Linked DNA regions of Mus musculus: region 1 is linked to region 2. A link is a contact called in public HiChIP or PLAC-seq data. All regions are on one chromosome and are shown on one strand. Each heading gives the region's core, a stretch centred on a gene start, on an enhancer-like site or on the middle of the called end of the contact. The rest is flanking DNA. Distances are from core to core; before and after follow the strand shown. Region 1 has its middle 17 kb from the start of Gm35048. Region 2 overlaps Gm34992 (a long non-coding RNA gene).

The links. HiChIP or PLAC-seq counts read pairs in DNA pulled down with a chosen protein or histone mark.
Region 1: an H3K27ac HiChIP or PLAC-seq map of heart atrium shows a contact between it and region 2, with 7 read pairs. The contact joins two enhancer-like sites. A contact is called at or near these places in 2 of 484 Hi-C or Micro-C datasets (the G1E-ER4 cell line and liver) and 3 of 115 datasets of contacts at active chromatin or transcription factors (embryonic stem cells and heart atrium).

The regions. Positions count from the first base shown.
Region 1 is chr1:90,520,776-90,527,662 of GRCm38.p6, forward strand. It overlaps a transcript of Gm35048 not described here. Among named protein-coding and RNA genes, the nearest start is that of Gm35048, 17 kb to the left of the region's middle. Within about 2 kb of position 4,211, at least 16 of the 459 cell types and tissues checked have an H3K27ac peak or open chromatin away from gene starts, as enhancers often do. A contact at or near this core is called in embryonic stem cells and heart atrium, where this site is marked.
Region 2 is chr1:90,422,603-90,429,668 of GRCm38.p6, forward strand. The region is part of intron 3 of Gm34992 (a long non-coding RNA gene); the gene reads left to right. Among named protein-coding and RNA genes, the nearest start is that of Gm28722, 78 kb to the right of the region's middle. Within about 2 kb of position 1,774, at least 32 of the 459 cell types and tissues checked have an H3K27ac peak or open chromatin away from gene starts, as enhancers often do. A contact at or near this core is called in embryonic stem cells and heart atrium, where this site is marked.

The DNA of each region.
Region 1 (6,887 bases), core at 2,961-5,460, 100 kb after region 2:
AGAAGTGCTCTCATCTCCATACTGCTGAGGCTGCAGAGCTGAGAGGCTAGGTCACTCAATGGACACCGAGTGGCCAGCAGCCTGGCATTCCCCTGCTGTCTCCGCCCCAGACACAGAAATGATACACTTTTCCAAACGCCTGTGTCAAAAGCATCTCATCCTAAAGGGTCCCAAGGATCCTGGGAATACAGAAGCAGACTCTGGGCTGTAAGGAGGCCAAACCTGCTTCGGTGCTCAATTGCTCTGGGCCTTGAGTGGCCCCAAGGCTCTTCCACATAAGAAGCCTGAGTTCCCCAGCCAGAAACTGGTGTTCTATGACCCTGGGCAGTAGCTGGATGCTTAAAGCTTCATCACATGTAACTCACAGGAGGAGCTGGGGTGATGCCTCAGTTGGGATAGTGCTTCCAGGATAATTGTGAGGACCTGCTTTCCTCTGAACCATCCATGGGAAAAGCTGGGCGAGGAGGCAGTTACTTGTAATCCCAGCAGGAGGGAGGCACAGGTAGGAGGCTCCCTAGGACTCTGTGGCCAGCCAGCTTAGCTTCGTTGTTGAAGCGAGCAGGAGTCCCAGTGAGAAGCTCCGGTTCAAAATCCAAGGTAGGGTGTGGCTGACAGATGGTGCCATGGTTAAAAGTGCTGGTTGGGCAAGCTTGAGGACCTGAGCTTGAAAAAAAATGTTGATTGTGGTTACATGTGCTCTTGGAGATAAAGACAGGGGAATTTCTGGGGTTTGTTGACCTCTGGCCTATAGACACACACACACACACACACACACACACACACACACACGTACACATACATACACACACACTCACACAGGCACACACACACCCCAACAAACCAACAAAACCAATATATCCAGCTCCCAAGAAACAACACTCAAGGATGAATTCTGACTTCCACGTACATATGTGTGCACATATCCTTCCCATCCAAACATATATACACAAACATACATATAAATAAATGAATGAAGAAATATAGGAGCCAACCCTTCTGCAAGGAAATGTGTCTTTGGTGTCCACCTGCCAAAGTGTGTTCTAAACCACTGAGCTGCCTACAGGCTCAAGGGTATGACTCAGTTGTCCCATAACACGACAACCTCCATTTTACTCTCTGAGATGCCTTATAACTGAACTTTTGTAAACCCCCATGCTAGAGGTAACAGTGGTGAGTGACAGGCTTGTTCAAGCTGGATTGCCAAACCCTGCCTGTGTCTCTTACTCATGGGATTGTGGTCAGGGTGTCAATAGCCATCCAAAGGGGTAAGGGTCTTTATAATCCACCATAAGGTTCAATACTTCCATCTGCAGAAAAGCCAGGCTCAGGCCTCACCCAAGGAAGGCTTAGAAAGGGCACTTGGGCATTTTATTAAGCAGGTGTGTTTAAACTGGCTCTCCTTAAAAATATGCTTGGGCTTTTCTTTCAATAGAGAAATGTCACCCAGCTTAAAGCAGTGAAGACACACCCGACACCATTCTTTTCAGTTTTGAAAGGACTTTTCGTACAATCAGGTGGTATGTTACACAACCGAACTGCCCGTCACCTCCCTCTGGGTTTCCATGGGTGTTTGTTTCTTTTTAATTCTAGAGATGAGACATCTGTTCTCCACTCTCGCTCTGGGACAGTAGCTCTTCTCCATGACCCAAACTATCCCCAGCTGTGTCCTTTGGAACGGAGAGCATGACCCTCTCTCTGTGTGGAACACTCCGCACCCAGGAGGCATCATTCTGAACTCCATTCAGGATGGAGCCTTCCAGACCTTCATCATCTCAAAACTATGTGCAGGGCAGCAAGACTGTACTCATGACCCAGGGTGACCACGTACTCTCTCCTCCTCAGAACCTGATCTTTGGAGAAGCAGCCATGGTGCACAGAGGAAGGCGATCGCCATGGTGCCCCCAAAGCTCCAGCAGCCATGTGCTAATAATGCAAGAAGCTGAAGGAGATTGAGGGGGAGACTTGGCTCAGAGACTGGAAACAGAAATGATAAGCGAAGTGATGCTTAATTAAAAGCACATTTGTAAAAAGATCAGGCCTGGCCAAAAAAAAAAAAAAAAAAAAAAATGACAACGATAGCTAAACTTTTAAAATCAAGTCACTCTCTCCTGAGATTTCTTCCAGAGCCAGGCTGAATTCAGGACTCTGGGTTTTGTCTTCTAGGAGAGTCTGCAGATCTGGGGAGGAATGGGGGGCAGGCAGTGAGGGGGAGGTAAGCTAAGTGACAAAGTGCTAGCTCCTGGGGCGTCTGCAAAGGGCAGGGCTTCTCCAAGCATGACCCGAGATATGAAAGGCCATGGCAGGAATGAGGCAAAACTCAAACATGCCTCACCTACGTGCCAGCCACAAACCCAGGGCAGACACCGCAAACACACATGAATGGCTTCACAAGGATGGAGGTCCCGAAACAAAAACCTGAACTCCAAATCATGAATGTCCTGGGAAAATGGATCACTCTGTAAAGTGCCTGCCTTGCAAGCACAAGGACATGAGTGTAAACCTCAGAACTCACAAACTCACATACAAAGAAAAAAAAAAAGCCCTAGCCTGTGCTTATATCGATACTTGGATGCAGAGGCAGATGGATCCCTTAGACCCACCAACCAGCTTAGCCGACTCCTAGCTCAACGAGAGACCCTGTCTCAAAAAAAAAAAAAAAAAGAAAGAAAGAAAGAAAGAAAGGTGAATGATATCCAAGGAATGACACCAGAGGTACTCCTATGGATAACACACACAAGAATCTATGCACACACATGCACAGGCATATACTCACACACACATATGCACACACACAGAGACATACATACACACATGCACACATGCACTTGTACGCAGAGAAAAGCAGATTCTCAGGAGTAGTTTGAGGTGCATCTTCATCTTTGGAAAACATTAGTTTAAATCTCAGAAAACAGACCTGCAACTCACAGGAGAAATTACAGGAAGGTGCATTTTTCAACTACAAAACCTTCCAAGAACAAGGCTGTAGAACAGGAGATGGAGATGGCCTCTCTACCCTACTCCCTGGACTCCCAGCCCCTCTCCTGGAATGATTACACAGGGAGACTCAATGGTCACAGGCAGAGCTACCACATTCACATCTGCCTGTGAATGAAGACTGCTTGCAGATGTGTCCACATTGCCGTTCAGGAAATGTTTATTGGTCAGAGGCTAAGAGGACACTTGTCCCTGTGTATATTGCCACTTACTTGCCCCCTCTGTGACAGGAGAGTCCTCTACACGAAGCAGAAGCATCTCAAGTCTACACCACTCTTTGAGAGCCCTACACTTCCCAGTGGATCACTGCTAGCCAAGTATGCGGACAGCGTGCTTGCTGCTGGCGCCAAGAAGCACAATCGAGGGAGGAAGAGCGTATCTTAAATAGAAGTGGTATTTGCAGTTGGTAAAACATAGATTATTTTTGCTCTTAGAGAAATTGATTTCCTAGAAGATGATTAATTATGTCTGCAAAACAGAAAATCCATCAAAGACAAAGTGGTTTTCCTTTCAGAAAACACTAAAAAAAAATTCTCTACCATGTCATTGCATAAATATGATGTGCTATTAATAGGCATCTTGTCTCCTTATACTGGGTTCATTTTCTGGGGAAGTGGGGACTTGCTTTGAGACTAGGGAAATGTTTTGTTCTCTTCTCTGGTTCCTGGGAATCTAAGCAAAAGTTCTGCCTGTACTAACTCTAATGAAGGTCATTGTGTGGGGAAAACAAGGAAAGAGACCCCAACTTGCAGTGTGAAAGGGACTTTTTCAGTGAGTCTGTGCTACCTTCAAGGAAGGTCCAGAATCCCACTACCGTCCAACTAACCCACTTCTTATACCCTCACCCAGCAGGCCCAGGATGCCACCTTGCTCCAGCCATGACTGTGCACTGGCCCCCTCTAGGACTGAGTAAGAAAACCTTTCCAGGGGCAGCCCTGGGAGTGACTTTCATCTGGAGTGCTATAGTTACCTCCTAGCTGGGATTTCTCAATCCATCTCCCTTCCTTTCTAGAAGGTCACTCTAATCAGACAGCCAGAGTGATCCTGTAAAAACCAGTTAGATCACAGGCTGTGTGGCTCAATCCTTGCAAAAGCCTCCCATCTCAACCATAGTTGAAAACAGAGTGCTTAGCCCCACCCTAGTCAGGAACTCCTTTTCTCTCTCTGGCTGCCCCAGCCGGACTGTACTGGCTTTCTGTTTTTAGAACAACCACTGGACCATCATATCCTTGCTGGGTTCTCAAATGGGGACTTTCTCCCGTGAGGGTAGCTTCATACAGGCTCCTCTGTGTTGCAGGATTTTCCCTGTCCAATTACATTAGGGCAGAGGAGGCCCGTGATTGGACAGGGAAAAGGGAGGTGGAGCTAAGAGTTGCAGGGACAGAGAGAGTATCAGAGGAGAGGGAGAGAAGAATGGAGGCTGACATGCTGGTTGTGTGGGGTTTGAATAATTGGGATAAAGATTTTATCATTATCAATTGGCTCTGAAATTATTATATGGGCATCTTGTAAATTGTGATATTATTGATATACTGGTTGGTTAATTAAGCTTTAAATCTTAATTCTACTAGGTAATTTGGTGTTGAGAAGGCTGACTGTGGTATGAGCCCGGTAGGAGCCCTGTGGTCTGGCGTGGCTGGAGAGTTGGAGGGCTAGGAGGAGCACAGGAGTATGGTCCAGCCCCGTAGAGAGTTGGCATGTTCATTTTTTAATATTTCCTACACTTCTGTACTTTTATGAGTCTTCAAGGCAAATGTTACTTTTCCTGCAGAACTTTCCAAAATGCTGATGTTGGAGTTCTAGCAGCTTCTTCACACTTCCTGCACCTGTCTCTGCTTCCGGCTTCCATAACACTCATTACTCCCAATACACCACATAGCTTCCCTTACAGCAAGCCACATTTCTCACAGTGGAGGTACTTCTGTTTAACCCTCTATATAAGCCCTGATTTTTAGTCTGAGCCTGACACATAGTAATATTCAAAGTGCATTTGAATGACTAAATGAATGGTTGTTTGCTTGAGTGTCTAAAAGCAAAGATAGGGAGGTAAAATAGATATAGATTGGTAGACAGATGATTGAGAAGGTATTTGGGTAGGTGGTGAATGGAAGAATGGATGAATGGGTGGATAGGTTGGTAGGGGAATACATGAATAGATGGATGACTGGATGGATAAATGGATAGATAGATCACTGGGTAGATGTGTGGATGAATGGATGTGTGGATGGATGGGTGGGTGGATGGATGGATGGATGGATGGATGGATGGATGGATGATTGGATGATGAAAGCCTAGATTAATGAGTGAATGGGTATATGAATGTGTGAGAGAGTAGATAGATGGGTGGATGGGTAAATTAATAAATAATGGTTGGGTAGGGGGCTGGAGAGATGGCTCAGCAGTTAAGAGCACTGACTGCTCTTCCAAAGGTCCTGTGTTCAATTCCCAGCAGCCACATGGTGGCTCACAACCATCTGTAATAGGATCTGATGCTCTTCTGGTGTGTCTAAAAGCACCTACAGTGTACTCATATAACTATAATAATCAATTTTTTGAAAGATAATGGTTGGGTAGATTTAATAGACTAAGGGATGGAAGGGTGGGTGAGTGATAGGTAGATCAGTCCCCTCCTCCTACATATAGAAAGCATGGTTGGCTTCAGGAGTGCCTAACTCAAGAGCATTGGGACCACCAAAGGAGACTGTGATTCGGTCGGTTTGGATTGGAGCCCAGGAATCTCAGTGTAATAAGCTCCCCGGGGTTTATTTTGTACAGGGAAGATTGAGTCAAGGGACGTCAGAAAGGTCTGTAAAAGCCTTTCTATCAGCCCGAGCAGCTGGAAGAACGCTCCACCTCATGCAAAGTAAACACTCAGGAGAGCATTCTCTAGGAACAAGGATTGAGAAAGATGGCCGCCAGAAACACACCAGAAGGTCCTTTGGGCTTCTTCCCAGTGTCGCTACCATGGTCTGAATCCTCCCTGTAGAAGAGATTAGCAGAGCATGCACCTTCCCTCCTCCTCCGTCCACAGTGGAGCTCGCTGGCTTTCTTGCCTCCTGGTTGGGGACAGATGAGAGGCTAGAGCAGCCCAGACTCTGCCCAGGCGATCAAACTTCCTGTCCGTCACAGGTTAGAATTATCAGGCATCACACTTGACCTTTACCTGGTTGCTTTCGGGGTCTTACATGATTTTGCAGCACCCCTTCAGGAGTCAGCTGCCTGTTTCTTTAAATGATGCTGGCTCTCCTTCACAGCCTGTGGTGTGTAACTGTCCCCTAGCACCGCCACACAGCTTTGTACACACAAATATCTAGCTGTTTTCAACACTGGGTCCTATAATGAATGGGGATTCATGCAGGGTCTGCATGCAAAAAAGACTGAGGGCTGGGGGTGGTATAGAGAAGAAAAAGAGAGGAAACTCCTTAAATCAACACAACCAAGATAGATAGAGTTGAATACAAAGTCCTGGACTTGTATGTCTGAGAGGTCACAGGCCAAGTAGGAAAATACTACTGTTGTTTTATTGAATTAAAAAGTTGTCAGAACACTTTCGCAGTATTTATATTTTTACCCATAGATTAGCGCTGTTCTCAACCTTAGTCAGGGATGCATCTTTTTCCAGTGGGCAAGACTTTTTTTTGCAGAGACTCATATTTGGTCCAAGTGGTAAGGATGAGTTGTCTTGAGTGTTTCATCTCTAAGCGGGACACATATCACCCCCTCCAAGGCTGGGGAATACAGAGGAAGAGGGGCAGAGAGCAGCTAAGAGCCAGAGGGGGAGGAGGGGGAGAGGGAGGAGGAAAGGGGAGGTGGGGAGGGGAAGAGGGGAAGAGCTGTGTGAGCTATTTTCTCAGGATACAACATGGCCACTGCACTTATGAACTCACAGCTGT
Region 2 (7,066 bases), core at 524-3,023:
CAGATAATAGGGAACTAATACTGGTGAGGTGACACCTGTCACCACCCCCGAAATCAGTCTGGCAAGGGGACTTCCAAGTGCATGTCTTACCCTTAAAACATGCTGAGACCAACCGGCGTGTGAAATGCAGGTCCAGTCCAGGCACATGGAAGCAAGCAAGACCTGGAAATTGTGTGTTTGGGCCACATAAATGTCCCTGGTAGTAGGCACACACAATCCATGGCTGTGAGCCTCAGATAGGTGGCTTTATTCCATCTGGAAGGGACAGTGAGGAACTAGCAGGAAAGAGAAGTCAACACTGGAGACAGGGGAGCACCAGGGTTTGTCACAGCTGCTTCTCAGGGCTGACCACCTGGCATGGCTGGGAATGGCTTGCCTTGGTCACTTCTCACAACTCAATGGCTGTTGACCTAGCCCCCTACAATGGGCTGCAGCAGAGGCTCTGAAACATCTCTACACCTCCCCCTACTTGGTGTTGGGAGTGGACCAGGCTTGAACTGGGAAACATGTCAGACATTGAATGTTTCAGGGGTAGGGAGATGACACAGACTCTTTCTTGGGTGAACAGTCTGTTACGCCTCCTAAGAGTAAGAGGACAGCCACATCACACAGGGTCACATAACTCATTGGGGAAGCAAACAGAAAAAATGGGCCACCAGAAGGAATTGGTGTACTCCTTCTGCTTCTGCTTCTGTGAGGTGCTTGAGGGGACGACAATACTGTCGTGGTGTCTAAGATGTAGATGAAGGTGGTGGCTAGGTGGTAGACTCGGGATCCATTTTGAGTGCATTTCGGGACATGCTGAGCACATCTGCAAGGTCCTCGGTCTCTAGGACTGAACTAATCCTGGGAGGGGCAGCTTCTGCCCTACAAGACCCTCAAGATAGCAATGCATCCAAAAATAGAAAATAAAAGCATGAACGACACACAGCGTGACCCAAGGTAGAAGGAGGGCTTTTGCAGGGATAGGGTAGAAGGAGCACTCAGAAGTCAGAGGGCGAGGGATCAATAGAAGTGTGTATTCCCTGGTTCTCATCCCAGTCACTGTCACTTGGCTGAATGACACTGCTTTTATAAGGCAAATGCCACCGTCAGGGCCCATGACTATGCCGAACAACTGAGGGTGAATTCAGAGAAATATTTCTCTAGAAGACAAAATAAAATATGTGTTTGTGTGTGTACACCTGTGTGTTATATGTATATATGTATATGATATGTATACATATTTATGATATACTGTCAATGCCTAAGCAAATGACAATAGCAACCAGGCCTGGGGAGGACTTGCTGACAGAAACTTAGGAAAGAAACAGCCTTGCTATTTGTCTGTTTTCAGTTGTCTGCCCCAGCCTCAGTTACATGGAATTAAACTTGAAGTCTGCTGGAGCTGACAATACGTGAGTCAGGATGTCACTTTCACCGTGTCAGCAAGACAACTCACCCCGAGACACCCATCCCCAGAGTCGCATCGTCTTACGGGCCACATCCCGTAGAAGGAGGATGTGTGTTGGGGGTGGTGCCCCTGGTCTGGAAACCAGAGAAAGAATTGGAAAGGTCAACTCCAGGGAGGTCCTGCAATCTCCATGGTGACATCTCAAGTGACACAGAGGTCACGGAAGGTTGCACTTAAGAGCCACCAAGCAGGGCTGCCAAAGTCTCTGGGAGAAGGTCAAAGGAGGTAATGGAGCAGGAAAATCAGCCGGGGCACAGTCTGGGAGGAGCCAGCAGCCAAGCGTGCGCAGAGGCTCCAGCCTCTCCCTTCTTTTCCATGGGAATCATCTGTGTTTGGGAATCTATGTTTCCTTGTGACTTCTTAGCTGGCTACCCAGACCCTTAACCCTGAATGTAGGCGTGGCCCTTTGGAAGTGGCCCCATTGCTCCCAGTTGGTGGCCTCCCCATTCTCTTCTGTGGCATCCACAGTAGCCACACCTTCTGCTGTGTTTGAAAGGAAAGGGGCCACAGTGACTGGGGCAGCAGGTGCCTTGCACATACCACCAGTGAGTAGATAATTGAGCCCTCAGGCTACTGTGTAAGCTCTGTTTATTATTTCTTCTGTCTGGTTTGTCTCCCCCGGAGGTTTTTGGCTTGAGGTGGGACCTTTAAGAGGTGGAGCCTAGTGCAAGGGAGTGAGGTCATGGAAACATTGCGCGGAAAAGAGTACCTCAGGTCTCATGAGACTTAACTAGTTCCCATCCCCAGGCTCCCGATGGAGAGGAGCAGACATGAGCGCCATGCTCTTGAGATTGCATAGTCATTTTTAGTTAACATTCTTTTCATTGATGAATTGACTGATTGATTATATGTGCACATGCACACATTCCCAGAGATGTGTGTGCAGATGCAGATATAGGTTATGGGGACTGAACTCAGGTGGTCAGGCTTGGCAGCAAGCACTTTAATAGCTAAACTATATCAATGATCCTATTTTTTAAAAAAAGATCTATTATTTTCATGCGTGTGGGGGGGTGTATTATGTGGTGTGTATGTGTGTGCATATGCGAGTATGTGTGTGTGTGTGTGTGTGTGTGTGTGTGTGTGTGTGTGTGCGCGCGCGCGCTGGTGACCATTGTTATGCATTATAATGAGGAGGTGCCTAGCAGGCCCATGCCAAGGTATCTTCCTGAGAAACCATGCTATGTGCAGCAGATCTGGTATAAAGAGGGTTTCTTTGGTGGAAGGGAGAGGAGTGAGGGCCTGGAAAAGAGGCAGAGGTGGACAGATGGGGAGTAGAGCCATGAGGGGGGGCGGGGAGAGACAGAGACAGAGAGACAGAGAGAGATACAGAGACAGAGACAGAGACAGAGAGAGACAGAGACCTCCTGCCTGGAACGTGTGGGAATACAGAGAGCTAGCTGGGGTGGTGAGCTATCATTTTCTATGGTGCCCATACCTGTCAGTGGCAGGTAGTGGCAGCAGATGATGATGTAAGCCATTGCTAGGTCCCTGGGAGGAGCCTAGTGGAATCACCTGTAAGCCAACACCCATGAAGGTTAAAATGGGGCTTTAGATCTCTTAAAGCTGGCGTTACAAGTGTGTGTGAGCCTCCAAATATAGTTCCATAACCTCTTGGAACAGCAGCCCTCGTGGTGAATATTTCACATGCAAACTACCCATGTGGACTGTCATAAACTCCCAAGAAACTGAGGTGGGTCGTGTCATGTCAGGTCCATGAGTCTCATCTCTATCCCATCCCCCAACCCTCCGTGTCTAGGTTGCACTCTGTCACACTCCTGAAGTGCAGCTGACATTTCAAGTGACCTCTTTCCCTTCCCTAGGATGGACCAGGACCTCTGGAGATCAGAACCCTCAGGCTAAAGGAAGAGGAAGGACAGGACCAGAGAGGGACGCACCCAGGCATCTACACACTGCTCTGGTCCCCCAGGGTGGGGTAGGAACAGCCCGAGTTTAACATCCTCCCCGGAGCAGGACCCAGACTGACAATTTTGTTTTCTTGATTCTTGACTACCCTGAGGTCCATGTGATAGACAGATCAAGCCTCAGGGAGGATAAGAGATGGGGTTAGGGCTCTGAGGGTAGATTTCAGCCACTAGGTTCTTAAAGTCAGATCTGCCCAAAAGGTAGGTTTTGTTGGGAGCTACAATGGCTCGGCCTTCTGCACACATTTCCAAAGCCTTTGTCCAGTCAGCATCTCCCTGAGGGTCAGAGCTCAGGGTGAGCCATGGCTTCATCTTCTCCGAGCACCTCCTCCTGTCTGCTCTGCACTTTGGTCTGTCTGCATTTAGGCCTGCTGGTTCCAACCACAAGATAGAATATTTGTTGCTTTTTATTGAGACTGGATCTCACTATGTAGTCTTGGCTGGCCCAGAGCTTGCTGTGTAGACCAGGCTGGCCCAGAGCTTGCTGTGTAGACCAGGCTGGTCTCAAACTCAGACCTTTGCTTGCCTCTACCTCCCGAGTGCTGGCATTGAAGTTGTATGTCACCACCTCCAGCTTAAAAAAAAACGTAGGTTTTTAAAGAGCCTCGCTGAGAGAATGGGGTTTTATCCATACTGGAAAATGCCCACCGGGAAAGAAGAGAAACCAAATGCAGCCCCCAGAGCACAGGAATTCAACTCTGCAGACTTGTAGGCCAGCTGGAGACCATGGGGACAGGTTTCTGACAGACAGACAGACAGACAGACAGACTGAGTAGCACCCACGTATCAGGCAGAATATCTGTCTGCCCTCCCTCTCCCTCAATCCCTTTTGTTCTCTCTCTGGCTGGGCTTTCCTCCTTGTGAGGTCCTAAGAGTTTAAACTGGAGAAGCAAGAGAGCCAGTTTCTTTCTTTTTTTCTTTTTCTTTTTTTTTCTTTTTTTTTTTTTTTTTTTTTTTTTGCATAGATGACACAAGTCAAGCACACACAATCCCAAGTCCGTAATTAGCTGTTCCCTAGGGCCTCCAGCCACGTTCCTGGGAACAAAGTTCCATCCTCTCTTGCTAGCCCTCAAACCAAGCTGGGCACTTCTAAAGACCTCACATTGCAGCTTCCCTAAGCTATCCCCTCTGTGCTGAAAGGAAAGCAGAGAAGGACCACCTCAAGGTCCCATTCAGCATAATAGCAGGCGAGCCTAAAGGCAGGCCAGATCTAGGGTACACCCAGCTTGCTGGTTCCACATGGCTCAGCCTGCCCATTTGCTCAGAATCAGGGTCTAGCATCTCTAGTCCCAGTGACCACTCACTCAGTCCCTGTCCCTGGAGGCAGCCAGAGACAGTGTGCACACACACATGAGCATCTCTGAGCTCCCCAAATATTTACACAGACAAGTGACAGTGGGCTTTGGCCTGCGAAGAGTAGTTCGTGGACCCCTGTTCTAATTTGTGAAACACGAATCAAGAAGGTGCCTAGCATGAAGGAATGTTGAGAAAATGTAAAATGCCCCAGGGCTTAGCACAAAATCTGGCAGACAGAAGTGTGATAAATGGTTGCCGTTAATAAGGTGTGTCCGAAGGCTGGGCCAGCTGCTCCCGATGGGTTCTGTGCTGATGTGCTTTCAGAACCGGGACCTTCCTTCATCCATCCAGGCCACTGCATAAGACGGGGAGGGGCCTGGATGAGCGTTGGATCACCAAAGTCAGATTCATTTTAAAAAGTCCCCGAATGACTTCCATATGCCTAACCATTCTGGGGGCAGAGGGAAACGGAGGAAAACCCACAGGTTCCATTAATGGCTCCTTGAACTCCCTAGATTGTTGTCTGTTCTCATCTTTACAACTCTGCCTCTCATTGGTTTCTCGTCTCACCTACTTCATCTCTCTTCATAAAGCTGCCAGGTAGCTCTGTCTGCTATTCAAGCCCAATAGGGTTCCATGTCATGTTGATGTCTCTTCCCATGACCAAATACCTGAGGAGAAGAAGCATTTCTTTCATAGTTTCATCCTGCTGGGGTTCTGGCTGCCATGGTAGGAGCCAGTTATATTCCCACCTGTGGTGCTTTGTATATCCTTGGGCCAGAGAGTGGCACTATCAGGAGGTGTGGCCTTGTTGGAGTAGGTGTGTCACTGTGGGTGTGGGCTTTAAGACCCTAGTCCCAGCTGCCTGGAAGTGAGTATCCTGCTAGCAGCCTTCAGATGAAGATCTAGAACTCTAGCTCTTCCTGCACCATGCCTGCCTGGATGCTGCCATGTTCCTGCCTTGATGATAATGGACTGAACTTCTGAACCTGTAAGCTAGCCCCAGTTAAATGCTGTCCTTTATAAGACTTGCATTGGTCATGGTGTCTGTTCACAGCAGTAAAACCCTCATTAGGCCACCACCAATTAGGAATCAGGAGCATCAGAGTCTACTGGACATGGCTAGTCTGCAGAACCCACATTGACCCCATTCCAGTCCTCAGTGACCTACTTCTGCTGGCTACACCACACCTCCCCAGGGTGCTATGACCTTCCCCAAGCAGTACCACCATCTGGGACTCTCGCGAGAGACACTTCACATTCAAACCTTAGCTGGCTCTGCTTCCCTGTTTAAGATGTCCAGTGGCTCTACAGTTCTACACCCTTCATGGGTTCGCCAGCCCTGAGTAGGAGGCTGTGTACTATAACCCCGGCTGGCTGCCCCTGTTGGGGACTGGGGTGAAGACAAAAGGAAGTCGCATGTGGTGTTTTCTGTATAGTTGTTTTCAGAATTCGTAAATCATGTTGTTTTAGTTTGCAATTGCTATGTGCCAGTTACTGTTAAGTGGAGTGACTCAGAGCAATAAACGTCCTTGCCTGTGGTGTCTGTGCACCGGGAAATCCCGAGGAGCTCAGCCAGAAGGTTCTGGCTCAAGGCTTAAGGCAAGATGTTGGCATCTGAAGTCTTGAATGGGTCTCCTCTCCCACAGGGCTCTTGGCAGGCCATTCCAATCCTTGTGGCTGCTTGCTGGGGGCCTCAGCTCCTTGGCGTTGGATCATTCCATCCAGCTGCCTAAGTAACTTCATGCTGTCAGCTGGCTTCCCCCGGGAGGACTCGAGAAAGTGAGGGACATGCTTGGATGATTTGGGTAACCTGTCTTTGAAAGCCAAATGTCTCACTTCTGCTAAATACTATTCAGTGGTAGGAAGGCTCTCAAAACACAGCCCCCATTCGGGGTGAAGGGGACTAAGGCAGCTCTTGAAGAAAATGTGTCCAAGAATGTGTGTCTTAAAACCACCATTCACCCACGAGCTGCCCTTGCAGCCAGCACACTGGTGTATGACGCCACATTGGCTAAGAATCCACTGTGCTCCATTGCTCTCACGATTATACATACTGCTGTTCTTCCCCGAGCTTCTCTCTGTAGAAAATGATAAGGATCTGGGTGCTGTAACACACACCTCTAATCTAAGCACTCAGCAATGGAGGCAGGAGGATCAGGAGTTCAAGGCCAGCCTCTGCTACGTAGTGAACTTACCTAGGAAACAAACAACAGAAAGCCATGGACAATAAAAGTGGCTGCACAGCAGAAGAAAGAATTGGGAGAGGGAGACATAAAAGGAGGAAAAGGAAGGCAAGAAGAATGGAGAGGAGGAGGGGGAAGAGAAGGGAGAGGAAGGAGGGAGGAAAAGGAGTGAGAAGAGGAGGGAGAGGAAAATGAACAGAATGAGG